2 separate regions of the Zea mays genome follow, and region 2 is linked to region 1. Evidence: chromatin contacts called from public Hi-C data. All regions are on one chromosome and are shown on one strand. Each heading gives the region's core, a stretch centred on a gene start, on an enhancer-like site or on the middle of the called end of the contact. The rest is flanking DNA. Distances are from core to core; before and after follow the strand shown. Region 1 holds the start of LOC100273032 (26S protease regulatory subunit 8 homolog B). Region 2 holds the start of LOC100272898 (fiber protein Fb2).

Region 1 (3,968 bases), core at 983-3,482:
AAGTTGATATCACTTTGACAACCAGGAAGTTAGAACTCCCATTGAGAATGCTCAGATAAGCAGTCCAATAATAACAATATTTGTATTACAAAAAACTACCACTTCCAAATCATTCATAGCTTTAAATATGTATTCAGAAAACAATGCATGGAGCTCTTCTCCATATTGAAAAAAAGAACTTGTACCATAAGTTAAAAAAACATTTCTAATATGCGGAGTTGCAGGAAAATACATGATTTTCAATTGGTACTCCGTTCAGATAATCTGGGGACCATAAAAACATAGCTTAGACAAACTGGACTGCACATGCAGTATATGTCAATTAAGGATTATTTGTCAGCAGTGGTGGATCTAGAAATCTACAAAAGGGGCCCAAATCATCTTCAAACTCTAGAACCCTCTTTGATCTCTTCCATGTTAGGGGCTCCACTACTGCGGAGGGGTAAGGGGGCTTAAGTCCCACCCACCCCACCACCAGATCCGCACCTGTTGGTCAGTAGGCATACCGACAATGTGACAGACTGACAACCAAGATTTTAAAATGCGAAGGTTGATGCTAATTTGTACAAGGCACCTAAGATACTTGTATTACCATGGCCAGATAATTATTTTACTTGTTTGGTTGTTTTAGATATGGTGGGAACATGGATCTATATAATGCATTCCAGTGCTGAATATTTGTTCTTTATAAGCATAGTTCCAGGGATCATAATGCAGTCAAGGATGAATATTTGTTCTTTGTAAAGATACAAAAGTCACAATTTGCACAGCTGAACTTATCTTTAAACAAAGACATGTTCCCATAAGCTCATTTATAGGTGCTAAATGGAGGCAGCAGAGTACTCTTCTAGCATGTAAGCCTAAATGAGAGAGAACTGGTAAAATCTTATTCAAGCTTTGTTTTATATAACAAGAAGAATAAATACTTTTAAGCATTAAATGATATCCATATGATGTCCTGACTGTGGAGTAGGAAAAAATTACCTTCACCAGAACCTTTGATTTCCCCATGACCTTCACCACCTCACCAACATATGAGCCAGGCTCTTGAAGCAACTGCAACTCTTCCCTGAGCATTCTAACTGAAATTAAAATTGCAAGGCCAAACTTAGAGTATGGTAATCAGAAAACAATAGATGTAGAAGGATGTGCTGCTCATGAAACAGAGACAGCAGAAATTTAATAAATCCTAAACAAAAGCATCATGGTGAAATCATGCGAGTGAATATTACTCCACTAGGTAGGTAATGGGGGCGCAGGGTGTTCATCAAGATAATTTCACATTACAAGTGTTCAACTAGAGGCAAATTTAGTCACACAATAGGCAGCCACAATACCAAAATCATGTCAATGAAATGCAGGCAATGAATAATAGTGGATAACCTCAGGAATACAGAAACCTGCTTGAAATATTGTCCTAACAACCCCACAAGAATGTAGTAGAGCAAAATTGAAAGATGACATATGCAAACACAGGCAAGCAACAGATAGCCTGCACAACTTACGTATAATTCACTCCCAAAATCAAGATCCAAACACAGCAAAACAACAGTTACCACTGCGACAATACCATGCACAATTCAAACTGAACAGTCCAAGTCCAAGTCAGCCTGCTGCTCAAGTAGCTAAACATCTAAAGCTTATTCATTTGGAGATATTCTTCAGTCGATCTAACACACTGATCAGTAGTTAACTGGACATCTTCATCAGATCAGATAATTTGGTAAGACACTTCAGCTTGAGGTAACCATGCATCGAAACCCAACACTGTAGACAACTGAAGTCCGGGCCTTTGGCCATGATTAACACCCAGCTAAAGGTAGGGTTTCCACCAAAGGGTTCACCACACCAAACCGCGGTGCGGGAGGGGCACATCGATTCAAGGGTTTGGGGCGTAATCGAGAAGAAATGCTACCTCGGGAGTTGAGGTCATTGCGCTGGGCCTCGAGACGGTTGAGGTTGTGGGTCTTCTGCCGGATCTGGAGCTGCAGGTCGTGGATGTGCTGCAGGTAGTACTGCCGCAGCCCCTCGCCCCCTCCGCCGCTCCTCCCCTTGGCCGCCGCCGCGGCCTCGTCGCCGGACGCCACTGGAGTGGGCTTCGAGATGTCCATCGCCACCGTCGCCATCGCCGATTAGGGTAGGTCGGTCGGGGTGGGGATCCTTCTTGCGTTCCAAGAAAGGTTTCGGTCGGAAGCAGTAGTAATGCTCTTGCTTGTTGGCTTGGGTCTGGCGGTCAGGGCGGCTTGGTTTCCGCCCCTTTGGGTAGGGTGTTTGTTAAACCGTGTTCAGCAGATTAACCTGTTGGCTACGGCTTTAATCCACCAACTTCTAATTTTTCTACGTTATTTTGTTCTAATTATAGCTGTAGCAGTCTGAATAACTTTAATCTAGTTGCAGCGAATAGAACTACTCTAACAGACTATATAGTTATCTAAAACACTCGTACTATAGATTATATTGTTCTCAAAGTATAGTTTAAATATAGATATGGGGATGAATAATCTTCTAGACAGTCTTACAAATGTTTCTAAAATATTTGAAATTGATTTAATATTTTAACATATACATAGAATTTAAGCTAGTTTTTAACCATATTATTAAGAAATATTATGAAATACAAAATAAAATTTTCTCCGTACAACAAAAAACGAAAAAACATTCGAATTTGTATCTGAATTTTATATCAATTATTTAAAATGGTATAGAAGGAATTTAAGGTTTACTTTCTATGAATATTAATAGACCTAATGCTAAAAACAAGAGTGTAAATTTACATAGCAAATTCTATATGTTATTTGTTCACAACTAAAGAAATAATACAAAAATTAAACATCCGAATAAGTATCTAGATCTAACCCTAGTGTTTGTTTCCTGACTAAAATATCGTATTAAATGTTTGAATATCAAATATGAGTACTAAATATTAGTTTAATCAGATTTGGGTGTTTGGTTATTTTAAAGAACTATTTTAGTCACCTCGTTTGGTAATTTAGTGAGTAAATTTAAGTTTAGGACGTGGAAACCAAACACCCCCTAAAATACGAAACCAAATTATAAGGGGTGTGAATGTCGCCTAGAGGGGGGTGAATAGGCAAATCTGAAATTTATAAACTTTATGTACCACTACAAGCCGGGGTTAGCGTTAGAAATAAAAGCGAGTCCGAAAGAGAGGGTGAAAACAAATCACAAGCAAATGAAGAGTGTGACACGATGATTTGTTTTACTGAGGTTCGGTTCTTGCAAATCTACTCCCCGTTAAGGTGGTTACAAAGACCGGGTCTCTTTCAACCATTTCCCTCTCTCAAACGGTCACCTAGACCGAATGAGCTTTTCTCCTCAATCAATTGGGACACTTAGTCCCTACAAGGACCACCACACAATTGGTGTCTCTTGCTTTGATTACAAATGTCTTGGGAACCAGAATGGAAAGAAGAAAAGCGATCCAAGCGCAAGAGCTCAAAGAACACGGGCAAAACTCTCTCTTCTAGTCACTAATTGCTTTGAGTGGAATTGGGACTTGGAGAGGCTTTGATTCAATCTAATTGTGTCTTGTATTGAATGCACTAGCTCTTGTATTGAATGTGTTGGCTGAAAAACTTGGATGCCTTGAAGTGTGGTGGTTGGGGGTATTTATAGCCCCAACCATCAAAATAGCCGTTGGGAGGGGCTGCTGTCGATGGGCGCACCGGATAGTCCGGTGCGCCACCGGACAGTCCGGTGCGCCAGCCACGTCACCCAACCGTTAGGGTTCGACCGTTGGAGCTCTGACAGGTGGGGTCATCGGACAGTCAGGTGGTGCACCGGACAGTCACTGTTCACTGTCTGGTGCGCCTTCTGGCGCTGCTCTTACTCTGCGCGCTCTATCCGTGCACTGTAGCGTTGTCAGCCGACCGTTGAACTCGACCGTTGCGCTGGCGACCGTTGCTCCGCTTGGCACACCTGACAGTCCGGTGCTACACCGGACAGTC
Region 2 (3,976 bases), core at 698-3,197, 190 kb before region 1:
GTAATCACCATATGTTGCCTACCAACAATGAACATGGTCCATGCAGTATAGTTCCTAGTTCCTACAAGCAACAGAATGATGTTTTTTCTAATAGTACTGTCTAATACTATTGTAGATCTTGAACTAGAACATAGTGACTATGTTTTGAAGCTTGACATCATGTCAAGTAACCTTCAACTTCTTAGTACAATGGCACAGGGGCAGTCTTTCCCTGCCAAGTAATCTAGATGAGCTAGCATGAGGTATTTTACATGGACATCTAGTCAATCAAGTTTGTGGATAGATGAGCATATACCGGTTGAATAAACTTGCAAGTCATGTCAAAACCATGATTATTCCATCCCTATAGTTTTATCATCGAAGAATGACAAGTATTATTTGAAAAAAAAAACTATCATTCTTCTCTCTAATATATAAAGATGTGCAGCTCTCATGCGTGTTCGAGAAAAAAAAAACTATCATTCTGATCTGAACACTTGCTAATATATATCTTGTATAGAAAATATTAAAAGGAATTAGGCAATTAGCTACAGTGGCCAATAAAATGTGATGTCTAACAACAATTTGTGGGAAAATATCATACAAATACTCAGCACAAAGAACTGGTCGCTATAGAGGACTGAGGACCAGTTATAGTACTTAGTTCTTACATCTCAAACAGAATTTAACTGGTATGGATTTGGTTTGCCTTCAATCTGCAATATCCTGTAAATATTGCACAATTAGAAGGAGCTGAACTCACCACAATTTTAGACTCGAAAGGGTGCTCGTCCTCCAAATGGGCGCAGAGAGAAGCAACATCATGATCTTCATAACAGTAAGGGCATGGGAAGTCTGAGTGCAAATCATCCTCAGGTTCGATATCATCATACCCAAATCGATCTGTAATTGTGTTTATTTGCGACATAAACAAATTATTTTTTATAGAAATGGATTCATTTCGATCTGCATGCAATAAGGGAAATGAATTGAACAGCAAGTACAATAAGAAAAATATATACTCCCTCCGTTCTTTTTTATTTGTCGTGTTTTAGTTCGAAAATGAACTAGCGGGCGACAAATATTCGAGATTCGAGAACGGAGGTAGTAACATATAACATCGCTGATAGCACCTTTCATCTCAAATGAATGGGCATATCTGAAATATCAAAAGGAAAACCATATCGCAAAGCAAAACCTGCAGCATCATTTAAGAAATAAAATTCTAGACCAATAGTTTTGGACAAGTGTCTTGTGTATAAGTGGCATGGATAGGTTACCACAAAATACTCTATAGAAATATTTGTCGATTTCCAATAATGTGATTGATCTCAGGATTATTTAACATGAGAAAAACTGCACATTTCAGATATTGTATTCAAAAGAATATAACATTTGATACTTGCATAATCTATTAAAATCATGACAACATAATTTGTTCATATGCTGTAGAAGTCCCGCTATGTCTAAAATTTCCCTCCGTTTTATATGGTCCTACGCCAGCAAATAAATGGAGAAAGTAAGATGCAGTCCTGCTGCAAAATCAAACCTACTTTAGGTGTTCACCTGACACCTAGTGAATCCAACAAAAATCGCGGAAAATACTAGAAATTAGCGGCGAGCTCCAATCGCGTCAAGTGGGGAATGGAGATCAAAGAAAGAAGCGTCGCCACGATGCAGCCCAATCCCAGGACAAATTTTTCCCCGCTGGAACAGTCACCAGCTGAAGAAATGCGGCATTTCTCTGCTCTGGATGAAGAAACGACGACGAAAGATACCGTGATGGGATGCCGGGGCGGCGTGCTGGCGCTGCGCGCGCTGCAGCGCAAACTGCCGCTTGGCGGCCGTGAGACGCGAGATCCAGAGGTCGGAATCCATGGTGGCTGCAGGCTTTCCTCTCCTGGCCTCTCCCTCTTCCCCCTCCGCACGGTAGATGCCAGGCACCACCAACCGAAAAGCGGATTAAAAATATTTCGTTTCTATTCGATGGTGACTTGTGTTGTTTTCTATTTAGGGAGGTGTTATTTCTCCTGCACCGCAAACCTGACGGTGGTTGGAGCCAGAGTATTTGTCACTTTGTTTGGTTTCTGGTAGAGCATGAGCATCTACAATAGTCGCTGAAAACAAAACTAGTTAATAAAATTTTCAAGTTGAAAAAAAGAGTAGAAGGCCTATTTGTTTGTTTGTTTTTATTTTCAATATATCGCACATAAACAATTTTGTATCAAGAATTCTAAAGTATTTTTACAACCATTTTTATACAGTACTGTTTTATCTCTTATACTTTTGTATCGAAAAACATATCTCTTTTCCCTAGGTCATTTACATACAGTTGAATTGTTTATTTTTCAAGTGCCAAAAATTGAAGTTGCGAGTCTAGATGACCAAGATCAACTGGTCAATATATTTACCAAGCCACTAGATAAAGAAATATTTTACATGCTAAGAAATGAAGTAAATATTTTTTATGATTCGAACGCGAGTTAAAAAACATCAATTATGACTAGTGTTTCCTCTAACCAAAGCAAAGGTAAAATAGGTTGTGCCTTTCATACCTTACCAGATATGGCTAGTGCATATAGACATGAATTAGGACATTCATTGAAAACTAAAAAGTTTGAATTCATATTGCTTATATGTTTTATTACTTCTAGTGGTCTCATATGGCTTAATTCACGAGAACGCGGACCCATGTGTTTGAATTGTGTTGATGGGATGCACAAATAATAAATCCAACATCAACAAGATAATCACTCAAAATATGTGAAGAAGCTTCAAGAGGATTCAAATCGAGTTTAAAACTTATCCAAATAAATTAGTCCAAGATATCTCTACTACTTATTAAGGCTGCAATAGTAGTCTCCTCGCGCACAGTCCATTCACATGTTCTGTCATCATTCTATCTATCATTATCATTTTCCCTCCCCGCAAAACCCATTCCCATTCATATTCCCCCCCCCCCCGTACAGCCGACGCCTAGCTAAAATTAAAAAAATTCACATGGCACCAAGGGAATTCAAACCCACAACCTCTTAAGCAAATGCTAGCAGTAGCTACCACTACACCACATGTGTGTTTATTTCTATATCTATAACAGAAAACACATCTACTATATCTCTCCCCAAGCCCACCTGCTACCCTTGTACAATGCGTAGTAGTAGATAAGTATCACCGAGATTCTTGAATTATATTTTTGATGGAGGGAGTAGTATTTAAAGAAGAGCCTTGCATGCAATTTCTTTTGTTTGAATAATGTTTTCAAATTAAATTTCTTTTTTGCATGCGTGACATTTATTCTTCATAATATTTTTTCCATGGATCTGACTTGTGAGTCATTTGTATAAACCAACGCCAAACATGAATCCATGTTTCTTCTTGAAAACCCCGAACAAATACCATTAGCAGGAGGCACTCGCGTTGGGGTCGCTCATCGACGATAAGAAGAAACTTAGCGACTGCCAGTTCGACCTCTAGAAACAGTCCTACGTGGCCGCATGTGCCGCTATGTACGACAAGCTCCGGCGCAGCCGCCGCTTACGCGGTGCAGAGCGGCCGCTCCGCGCTGTCCATCGTCAAGCAGGGGGACCGCATGGTCGTCGCCAATGTCGGCGACTCTCGGGTTGTTCTGGGCACCGCATTCGACGACGACGACACGTCGTCCAGCTCATCGTCCACCTAAAGCCCAACCTGCCACGTAAGTCGCTACTGACTGGCCATAAATTCTTGTGCGCTGAGACGATGGCCGTTCCTGACGTTGTATGAGTGTCCTCGAACACGATGTATGTAGAGGAGTAGCGCATCCGGTGGTGCAACGGCTAGGGGTACTACCTTGCTGATGAGCCCGAGGTGCACTTTATTTTACATCCCAACCAAGAGTCATCAGTACTCGGTTTGTCGCTGTCGGCGTTTCGACCCCGGGGGGTCCCTGGACCGACGAGTAAATTGTCGCTGCGTGTCCCAGCCCAGATGGGTCGGCGCGAGACGGAACACAAGGGGG

Evidence for each region. Hi-C and Micro-C count contacts between places; a contact is called where the count stands out from the background.
Region 2: a Hi-C map of leaf shows a contact between it and region 1, with 5 times the contacts expected there. The contact joins the promoter of LOC100272898 here to the promoter of LOC100273032 in region 1. A contact is called at or near these places in 2 of 25 Hi-C or Micro-C datasets (leaf and tassel).

What each region holds. Positions count from the first base shown.
Region 1 is chr5:161,789,462-161,793,429 of Zm-B73-REFERENCE-NAM-5.0, reverse strand. LOC100273032 (26S protease regulatory subunit 8 homolog B) reads right to left here and starts at 2,232. Exons shown (of 9, transcript NM_001147481.1): 1 at 1,916-2,232; 2 at 985-1,082. The coding sequence starts at 2,126.
Region 2 is chr5:161,974,951-161,978,926 of Zm-B73-REFERENCE-NAM-5.0, reverse strand. LOC100272898 (fiber protein Fb2) reads right to left here and starts at 1,947. Exons shown (of 5, transcript NM_001147351.1): 1 at 1,758-1,947; 2 at 743-882. The coding sequence starts at 1,857.